Linked DNA regions of Zea mays: region 1 is linked to region 2. Evidence: chromatin contacts called from public Hi-C data. All regions are on one chromosome and are shown on one strand. Each heading gives the region's core, a stretch centred on a gene start, on an enhancer-like site or on the middle of the called end of the contact. The rest is flanking DNA. Distances are from core to core; before and after follow the strand shown.

What was found. Hi-C and Micro-C count contacts between places; a contact is called where the count stands out from the background.
Region 1: a contact with region 2 is called in a Hi-C map of ear, with 2.5 times the contacts expected there. The contact joins the enhancer-like site here to the promoter of LOC100279299 in region 2. A contact is called at or near these places in 3 of 25 Hi-C or Micro-C datasets (ear, endosperm and leaf).

Annotation. Positions count from the first base shown.
Region 1 is chr9:76,021,509-76,026,531 of Zm-B73-REFERENCE-NAM-5.0, reverse strand. No RefSeq gene overlaps it. Among protein-coding and RNA genes, the nearest start is that of LOC103638438, 76 kb to the left of the region's middle. Within about 2 kb of position 2,706, at least 16 of the 20 cell types and tissues checked have an H3K27ac peak or open chromatin away from gene starts, as enhancers often do. A contact at or near this core is called in ear and leaf, where this site is marked.
Region 2 is chr9:75,673,504-75,678,890 of Zm-B73-REFERENCE-NAM-5.0, reverse strand. It overlaps LOC100279299, which reads left to right and starts at 1,510. Exons shown (of 20, transcript NR_173990.1): 1 at 1,510-2,123; 2 at 2,338-2,381; 3 at 4,057-4,115; 4 at 4,215-4,287; 5 at 4,422-4,483; 6 at 4,575-4,650; 7 at 4,782-4,861.

The sequences.
Region 1 (5,023 bases), core at 1,457-3,956, 350 kb before region 2:
CGCTTACAAACTTTCCGAGTATTTCCTTGGGCGTCATCTTTGTGTACCTAGGATTTTCACGGATTGAGTTCACAAGATGAGGATCAAGAATAGTGAAGGACCTGAGCATAAGTCGGACGACGTCGTGGTCCGTCCATCTAGTGCTTCCGTAGCTCCTGATTTTGTTGACCAGGGTCTTGAGCCTGTTGTACGTTTGCGTTGGCTCCTCTCCCCTAATCATTGCGAACCATCCCAGTTTGCCTTCCACCAACGCCATCTTGGTGATCATGGTGGCGTCGTTCCCCTCATGAGAAATCTTGAGGGTATCCCAAATTTGCTTGGCGCTATCCAAGCCGCTCACCTTGTGGTACTCGTCCCTACACAAGGATGCTAGCAAAACAGTGGTAGCTTGTGCATTTTTATGGATTTGCTCATTAATGAACATGGGGTTGTCAGTACTATCAAAAAGCATTCCATTTTCAACAATCTCCCAAATACTTGGATGGAGAGAGAATAGGTGACTACACATTTTGTGACTCCAAAATGAGTAGTCTTCTCCATCAAAGTGCAGAGGTTTCCCGAGTAGAATTGAAAGTAAATGAGCATTGGAGTTAACCGGAATACGAGAATAATCAAATGAAAAGTTTGAGTTAACCAGTTTCTTTTTCTTGTCGTCGTCTCTTGGGGAAGAAGACTCGTCGATGTCGTAGTAGATGATCTTCTTGATGCGCCTCTTCTTCTTCCTGTCTCTTTTCTTATGACTTGAGCCAGAATCTGAGGGCTTATCATCTCTTGGCTCGTTGATGATGGACTCATTTGTCTTATCGTTGACCACCATCCCCTTTCCCTTAGGATCCATCTCTTCGGGCGATTAGTCCCTTGCGTGAAGAGAACGACTCTGATACCAATTGAGAGCAACTAGAGGGGGGGGGTGAATAGGTGATCCTGTAAAAAATCAAATACTTGTAGCCACAAAACTTGGTTAAGAGTTAGTGCAATAGGACCAAGTGGCTAAGGACCAAGCTTTTGTGAAACACGATGATCACAGAGAAAACAACACAAAAGACACGGTGATTTATCCCGTGGTTCGGTCAAGTATAACACTTGCCTACTCCACGTTGTGGCGTCCCAATGGACGAGGGTTGCACTCAACCCCTTTCAAGTGATCCAATGATCAGCTTGAATACCTCGGTGTTTTCCTTTCTTATACTTTCTCCCGTTTGCGAGGAATCTCCACAACTTGGAGCCTCTCGCCCTTACAATTGATGATCACAAAGAAGCAGAGAGGTAAGGGAGGGGAGAGCAACACACACAAGACTCAAAACGAGAGCACAATCACGCACACAAAGCCACAACTTGAGCTCACAACACAACTCGAGGAGTTCTCTACTCAAATGGGGCTCAAGTCACTATCTTAAAGAATCGAATGCGTGAGAATGGAGTCTTGGTGCTTAGGAATGATCAAGGAATGATTGGGTGACTCCTCCATGCGCCTAGGGGTCCCTTATATAGCCCCAAGGCAGCTGGGAGCCGTTGGAACCCAACAAGGAAGACAATTCTTGCCTTCTGTCGGGTGGCGCACCAGACAGTCCAGTGCACCACCGGATAGCCACTGTAGCATGTCCGGTGCGGATCTCCTTCCATTCCTGGCATAGCCGACCGTTGGATCTTCGGGCTGGTTGGTGCACCGGACACTGTCCGGTGCACACCGGACAGTCCGGTGCCCTCAGCCGACCGTTGGCGTGGGCCACGCGACACGCCTAGATTGCGCGGCTGACCGTTGCTCTGGCGGTTATTGGCTCACCGGACAGTCCGGTGAACCACCGGACAGTCCAGTGAATTATAGTCGTACGCCGTCACAGTTTCCCGAGAGTGGTCAGTTCGCCGGAGTCCAGCCTGGCGCACCGGACACTGTCCGGTGCACCATCGGACAGTCCGGTGTGCCAGACTGTGCTGATTCTTGGCTACTCCAGCCAAGTCTCTTCCTTTTTCTCTTTTCTCTGATTCTAGCACTTAGACAAATATATTAGTACACAAAAACCAATGTACTAAGTCTAGAATCATACCTTCTTATTGATTTGCACTTCATTCATCATTTGGCACATAATTACTCACTCAATATGTGTTGAGCACTTTAATCACCAAAATATACTAGAAATGGCCCAAAGGCACATTTCCCTTTTAAATACCCAAATTGTAAATAATATGAAGAGAATTGATCTCCTTATATGTTTGCCCTCTACTCATTGGGACATGTGAATAACCATATTTAAAAGAGAATAATCCTTCAATAAAACGTGCATCATGTTGGAGTTTAATTGTTTGTGCATTTACAAATAATGATAATAGTAATAAAATATACTAAGGTTGAAATAGGGATTAAACCCAATTCGGAATCTAGAATTGGGAAATGAATTAGAAAAGAAAATAAGAGAGAAAGGAAAACTCTATATACAGTGCAAAGAAAATTATATAAATAAAAATACCATTTCGTACTGGTAAATTGTTTATTTTAATTGTGCACTTAACCTCTATGATGGACCCACAATTCAAATTTGACATTCAAATACTGGAATTTGAATATTTAGGAAGGAATTCAAAATAGAATAAAAAGAAAAAAACAAAAGAGTGAGGGTCATACCAGCGCTGGGCTACACTCTTCGCACCGACCCAAACTCAAGCCACCAATCGGCCCAACAGGGGCAAACTGTGTTGACGTGTGGTCCCCAGCTGTCATCCTCCGCGTCGAGTCGCTGCCATCTGAGGTCACCGCCAGGCTGGCCCACCGCACAGCCACTATCGCGCGCCTGCATGGCCGACGCGTGGGGCCACCTGGTCAGCCAAATCCCCTCCATCGCCTCCACATTCGCAACAGCTTCCTCGAGTTCCTCCGAGGTTTATGGTCGCGATAGATACTCCGCGGAAGGCGCTGGGTAGTTGAAAACGGTCGTGGGCAGACCCCCCATCCCAATCCGAGGCAATAAAAACAAAGAGACCTCCCCACACCCCGCGCCCAAACTCAGAGAACCCTATCGGTCATTACCCTAGTTGCGCCGCAAGAACATCGTGGGTAGGGTGAGTGTCGCGTGGTGTGGTCGGTGTGCGTCATGGGCAACACGGTGCGTCCGGCGGATGATCACTGCGGATCATTCGGGCTAGCTGTGCAGTCATCGTCGGCGAGCCGAACTGTGGTCTAGGGCGATCGCATGGAGAGAGTGAAGAACGCCACGAGTCTATGCCTCACCGTGTCCTGCGTTCGGTAGTCGGCAGGCTCGGCATTAACGGTAAGACCTTTTCCCCATGCCTCAATTGTCACAGCGCCACACCTATGGTGGATGCCAAAGACGCGCGCATAGGGAGGCGGGTGGTAGCTAGGGAAGAATACGATGTATCGACCATCCGATGTAAATAGAGGGTCAGGATTAGAAGACGGTACCGGTTCAGCAGTTGCAATCATGAATCGTCCGATCTTAGTTGGAGGGGTGGGATAAATTGACACTCTAATCAAATATGTGTCGTCGTTCTTCCATCCTATGGCTTCGGTCAGGGCGGCCTTCATCAACTTATCTGGTCCATCGGATCACAATCGGACGGCTGGTTGTTGCCTGTACCCCCTTTGGGTGGGGAATTTTGCAGATGAATCCCCACACTTAATAGAAATGAACCCGCCGTACATAGACAGTGCAAAGTAATTCAAATGGTGCCCTGAGAATTTATGAATTGACCCCTTTCCTATCGGATAATCATACGCCTAGTCCAGTGGCCTAAGGAATTAGAAAAACAATATAGAAATTACTTTTCTAGCACAAAAATAATTCCAGAACTCATTTAATTCATAGAAAATTCATTTTAAACACTTTTGACCCATTCTAGTGACATTAATTTTGTTTTAATATGGTTTATCACCTAGTAACTCTGTTTAGACATGAAACGTAGATTAAAATTATCTACTTAATTTATCCCATACCAAGCACTTAATAACTTCGGAAATTCATAACTCGATAACTGTAACTCCGAATTTAGTGATTCTTGTTCCTATGATCTCATTACGATACGTAGAATATTATCATGCATTCTATTATGTTGTTTCGTGTGATGTTAATTTCTACTATACTATGCTTGTTTGTATTGTTGCGAGTAGACGAGCAAGCCACAGAGGACCCGGGTGTTCAGCAGGTTGAGACTACTTTACCCGAATGGGGCAAGGGCAGTAGGGGAGTGGTCGGTGTAGGGAGATCCTCAAGTTTATTTTGCTGCGATGGCGGTCAGACGAGGGATCCCTGCATTGGGGCTTCCAAGAAACTATAGTGGGTTTTCTGAAGCTAGTGGAACTTTGTAGAGGCCTCCTAGTGTTACTCTGCCTCGCTTCCTTGGTAGAGGTATATGGGATTCATGACCCTTGGTAGATGGTAACATGACATGTGTGTAAAGATATGCAACCTCTGCAGAGTGTAAAACTGGTATATCAGCTGTGCTCACGGTCATGAGCGGCTTGAACCCTCACATGAGTAACTTATGGAATTAAATTTAACTAGTCATTTGCATCGCATTGTGGTTTATTATTAATTTGATATATTATTACTCTGGTTTGATATTTACTTACATCTAGTAACTGCTAATAAAATTTGACCAACTTATTAAAAGCAATGCTCAGCTTTAACCATTATTTGTTGACCAGCCTTACACTTCACATGAATTCCCGCCTTTGGTGAGTTCATGCAGATTATTCCCCACAACTTGTTGATCTATGATCTTTTGTGAGCTCACTCTTGCGATATATAAACCCCCCATAGGTGAAGAGCAGGTGGTTCAAGAGGTGCCCTACAATAAGGAGTACGAGTTGATCTAGGTGGCGTCTCTCAATCAGCTTGATGGCGCCAAGGAATAATATTTAATTCGTTTTATTATTATCATTTATTTTTGTAAGACTTCCACTATGTAATAATGATATTTGTGTCATTTATCTCTATACACGTTTTCATTATATGTGATGTTCTTCTTTGGCGAACATATGAGAGGCACCCGACTTTATCCCTTAAATCCG
Region 2 (5,387 bases), core at 261-2,760:
TGTATAATTATCAAATGCTTTAAATAATTTCCACTTAATGTAACACTAACACAGCACCAAGTGATCGAACCATTTATCTGTATGACTCGAAATACCTCTGAGCACCGTGATCTTGGATATGAAGCAGAAAAAAATTAATGATTCAAGCTAATTATCGCTTGGGTCGGCATTGACAACATTGCTATTATCGTGGAGATGAGCTAAATGAGATGACTGTTGACATTATCGTTGTTGTTTTCTGGCGCAAACAAAAAATGTGCATGAGTGTGGGCGGAGTCTGCTCTCGTACAACCCATATGAAAAGAAAATTAAGTTAGGCCATACAACCTTTGGCGGTGTAGAATCTGTTTGTAAGCATGGCATCCAGCAAGCAGCGGCAGCGGATACACATGACCATGCCATCAGATGAGAAATTATGGACGGCTGCCAAGAAAAAAAAGAAAAACATTACCTAGATATAATAGGTTTTTGCAAGAGATAAAGCCCGGGCAACAGCCCATCCTGTCCGGGCCTTAGCTCCGCCCATGATATTCATCTCAGCATATATAGAATATCTCAATATGACGCAAGACTTCTTGTGTTGAACTTTATAAGCTCTACACTAAGTACCTACTCAACACTTAACACCTTGGTCAGTCCTTTAATTGTGTTATCATCCAAACACCAAAAACCACAAGAGACCTTTCACCTCGACATCTACTCTCGACCCCATCACTAGCTAGGTTCGACAGGAGCAGCCATGTCAAAACTAGATTCAAAATTGAATTACTCCCTAAATATTAGGAATTATTGAATATCAAGCTATTTTTTACTTTTAATAGCTATTTAGTAACTTACTAAACACGAGTTTAGAGCAACTCTAAAAGGCTCTCTATATTCTTTCTAATCTATATAAATATATATATTTTTAAAAAAAGTATCCTACAACAACTCATCTAAATGAATATCCAAATATAGAAATCTTCCATTATAGGTTTCTCGCTAGTAAAATATAGAAAACGTGAATAGCTGTCTAGAGTGTAAACAAAATATAGAAAGACTATTAGAAATTGAAAAGATATAAAAACTGTTTTTATGTCTGTAAATAATAATTTAGAGAGTGGAATTTAGAAAGACTTTTGAAAATGCTCTTAGGAAACATTTTTATAAGAATTATTGGAAACTTTCTTATAAGAATTACTGGAGTTGCTTTAACTCCATACAACAAAACAAACCCCCTACAAATTGGGGGGAAATATCCTATGCAATCACTTATCCTGGTGCAAGCATGCAATCAAGCGATCTGGTGTATCCGATCTAGATCTAATGATGATTGTTATTTTATATTTAACCCCTTCCACCTAAAACATAGTACCTATTTTACTTTTAACCCCTTCCATATAAAATCGTTGGATCTGAATTGGATGCTCTGGATAGTTTGATTGCACGCTTGCACCAAAATGAGTGATTGCACAGGATATGTCCTCTACAAATTGCCACAGCGTCACAAACTCACAACGCTACACAATACGCACACTTCGCAAAGCGTCTTCCTCCGACCCCATCGCCTCTGTGGCTTCCTGGCTGTCTGACTGCGTCTGCCTGGTCGTACGCGAGCGCGTGCGTCCCTTCACCGTCACGAGCGGCGCACACCGTCACCGCCACGCTCCGTCGCCTTCCAGAAAATCTAAACCCCAGCGGAGCCGGCCACGGCCAGTCAGCCCTCACACGGACTCCGACGCGCTGCCCGCTCGCCTGCCAAACCCCCACCCCCTCGCCGGCGATGCTGCCGCGTCGGTTTAGCAACCACCCGGGCTCCTCCTCACCCCTCCCGTTCCTCGTCGTCTGCGGCCTGCTCCTCGCTGCGGCCGTAGCATTTTCCCCGGTCGCTGCCGCCGAGGCCGCTGGCCGCGGCGGCGGCGGCGGCGGCGGCGGCGGCGCTGGGCACGAGGGCCGCGCGGGGAAGCCGGAGGTCGAGGCGGAGGCGGAGGCGCGCGGGGATGGGGTGGCCGTGGCGGAGGCCGGCGGCGAGGTGGTGGCTCAGGGCAATGCCACGGAGGCCAAGGAGGGCAGCCTCGCCGACATGATCGACCGCGCGCTGGAGAAGGAGTTCCCGGAGTCCGAGAGCGAGCAGGGCGGCGGAGGTGCGTGGATCTGGCCAACTCCCGGTGTTCATCGATCCGTTCGGGCGGGATCTGGTTCTACGGGCGGGTGTGTGGGTGAGGGCGGGTGCGAGTGTCGGTGGCCGTGCTGTTTAGATCTCGGCCTTGGTGGGTTGCAGCGTGTGGGGACGTTGAGAATGGAGGTCCCGGTTTGGGCTTGGAGTTGCTTGTGCTAATCTGTGCTCTGGTCTTGCAGAGACCGATCCTGGTAGCTTCAACAACACGGTAGCTGAGAAGCAGGTGAGTTCGTTGCGCCATTTTGTTTGTGTGGCGCCCCTTTGCTGGTAGGAATCTTGATTCTGTGATTCAACATTGGGTCTGCCACAACTAGTTTTTTTTGGGTGTTTTTCTCACCACTTGCATGTTGGGATTTGTGAAGGAAAGGAAATTCGCTTTTGGACTGGACTGTGCCTGATTCCTACACTTGTGAATCTACTAGTATATAGTTATGGAGCCTTGACCCTGTCGTTAGTATATCTATGTTGCAACCTTCTAGCATTCAATGACCCATCCATATGTCATCATTGTATAGCTTTTGGGCACTTTGACTTTATATGATCATTTTGCTTTATGTTGTTTGATCGGCATTTTCCTAGTGCTGATGAGGGACATCAATATCTTGGATGTTGTTTATTTCGTGCTATGCTTGGCAATGTTAAGGGCTTATTTGTTTCGGCTTTTTTTATGAGCTTTTCTGAGAATCTGGTTGTGGGGAGAATTTGGTTGTGAGGGAGAATCTGAGTATCGTGGGGATTACGTGCGGAGGAATATGAAGGGGTACATAGTGTTTAGGATCTAGGAAGTGACGGATTCCTTCTATCGTGATGATTCAGCCGATTGTGTATTCATGTTGATTTTGGACGGTTTTCACCAAATCAATTATCATAGAAGTGGGCTGAAAAGCTAGGCGTTTGTCAGTCCACAGCACAGTAGCTTCTGGCGACCAGAATCAACAAAAAAGCTGAAACAAACATGCCCGAAGTATGACTATATGCTTGTTGTGCACATGGGAGGTAATTAGTATGACTATGTTTACTGTGCGCATTAGCAACTGTACAAATTGTTTTTTTTTTCTGTTCCTAAGATGCTACAGAAAAAATCTAGTGTTGGACATCCTATTTCTGTTTCCCTACTGGAGCTCATGTTTGATCTCCTACATGGGTGCTACATTAGTAACCCATTTGAAAAATTCAGATCCCCATTAGCATGTTTGTTACTTCTTCATTTTTAACAATACTCCCTCTGGTTATAAAAACATATCGTCGGGGACGAGTTTTCAAACCTTTAAAACCACAAACTTCAGTAACTTTTAAATTATTTAGATTGAAATATGCAAGTGTGTAGAAATAGAAGGGCAGACCTACAGTGGTGAGAGCTATCTCACTGAGTCACCAGGTCATGGGTTCGGAGTAGCCTCCTCTTCGCTTTTGCGGGGGAAATGCTTGCCTCGGTTTATCCCTTTTCTAGACCCCACTGATGTGGGAGCCTTCGACATTGGGTCTGGCCCTTTTTATGTAAGTATGTAGAATTTATTGAAAAGAACTTGCAAGGTCTCAGAAATTTGAAGGATTGTACGAATGCTATTCTAAAAGAAATTACTAATCAAAGATATATGTCGGCCTTGCGAAGTCAAATGCAAAACGTATATTTTTACCATAGGGAGTATATCTTTTAGTTTAAAGCATATAATAACCTGCATGATACACATTGGGTACAAGAAGCAAGATGTTACAACATCTATTTTGTCAGACATAACATAGTGATCTGTGGTCCTTTATTTGGATTTTGTAAAACTTGAAGAACATATATGTACTCCAATGCATCAATGTGTTCACTTGTACATAGAAAATTTGGTGCTTGCACATCACAAATATGTAATACAAACTGCCCATATTGTTCCTTCTACTTGTACCAGGGAGTTCTTGAAACTGTAGCTAGAAGAGTAACAAAGAAGAATGAAACCAAAGATAACAAGTATGCTGCAAATCCACTCTTCATTATTTCTATTAGATTAAATTAACCATACATTTAAAATGTGTAATAGAGTTTAAAATTGTCATTCTGTTTCATCAGGTCATTTCCTTTTAAGGAGGTCTTCTTGGATCGATCTGAGCAAGAAGATGTTCCCACATTGATTGATCGGAAGGTGCAATCACATCCGCTGGATGGAATTTTCTGTCAAGTTACTGCACATGTGGCATACATGTTGGGCATAGTGTTGTGGACATGTTGTGACTGTTTTTTAATTACAGTTTTCTGTTAATCCAATCTTTACCCCAGGACAATGTTTTTATCATATCAAACCCAAAGTCAAAATACCCTGTGCTGCAGCTGGACCTTAGGTATGCTACTCAGTATTCAGTCATTTGATGTGTTGGATGAAAATATCTTTTTTGCATGGAAACTTATCTGTTGAATGTATATTGTTTGTAGATTGATATCAGATCTTGTTGTTGTTATCGTGTCTGCTACATGTGGTGGAATCGCTTTTGCTTGCCTTGGGCAACCTGTGAGTACCTGTACTTTTATTTTCTCTACTTTCTATATCATCATTAACAGCCTGAAACATAATTTGTCTATTCAAAATGTTGTATCTTTAAGGTTAAGCTACATGAACCTACAATTCAAAGTATATTGCAGGTGATTACAGGTTATCTACTTGCAGGATCTATAATTGGGCCTGGAGGTTTTAGCTTTGTCAATGAAATGGTGCAAGTAAGGTGCTTCCACCTTTGGGGTTGCTTTTTCCAACCTTTTTAATCTTTATGGCTTACATCTTCGAAATGGATGAATATGCATGCCCTTGAAAACCTGTATAGAAGAGAACTGCCTGTAGACTTGTGCTAAAACATTTTGATGCGGGATTGCCTCCTTGGCCTCTTGAGAGGGGAGTGGAGGAGAAGAGCGGGAATGGGGCAGAGAGCGCAGGGGGTAGGAGGAAGAGGAGGACTGCTCCTATCGACCAGGGTGACCCAGGAAGCAGCCCCTGTGTAGGGAGTTCTATTTCCTTCGATGCCAAAACCTGATACATCTTGCTCTCCTTTATGGAATAGGAGGCCAACTACTAATGGAAAGACTCAACAACCAAATGGAAGTACTTAGCAGAAGATAGAAACCATCTAATTGATGGAAATAGATCAATCTATCTGACTAATCAGATCTCCTAAAAATCCTTCTAGACTGTTGATATGATTCCAGCCAATTTATAGAAACCTGACTAATCAGATCTAAAAATCCTCCTAGACT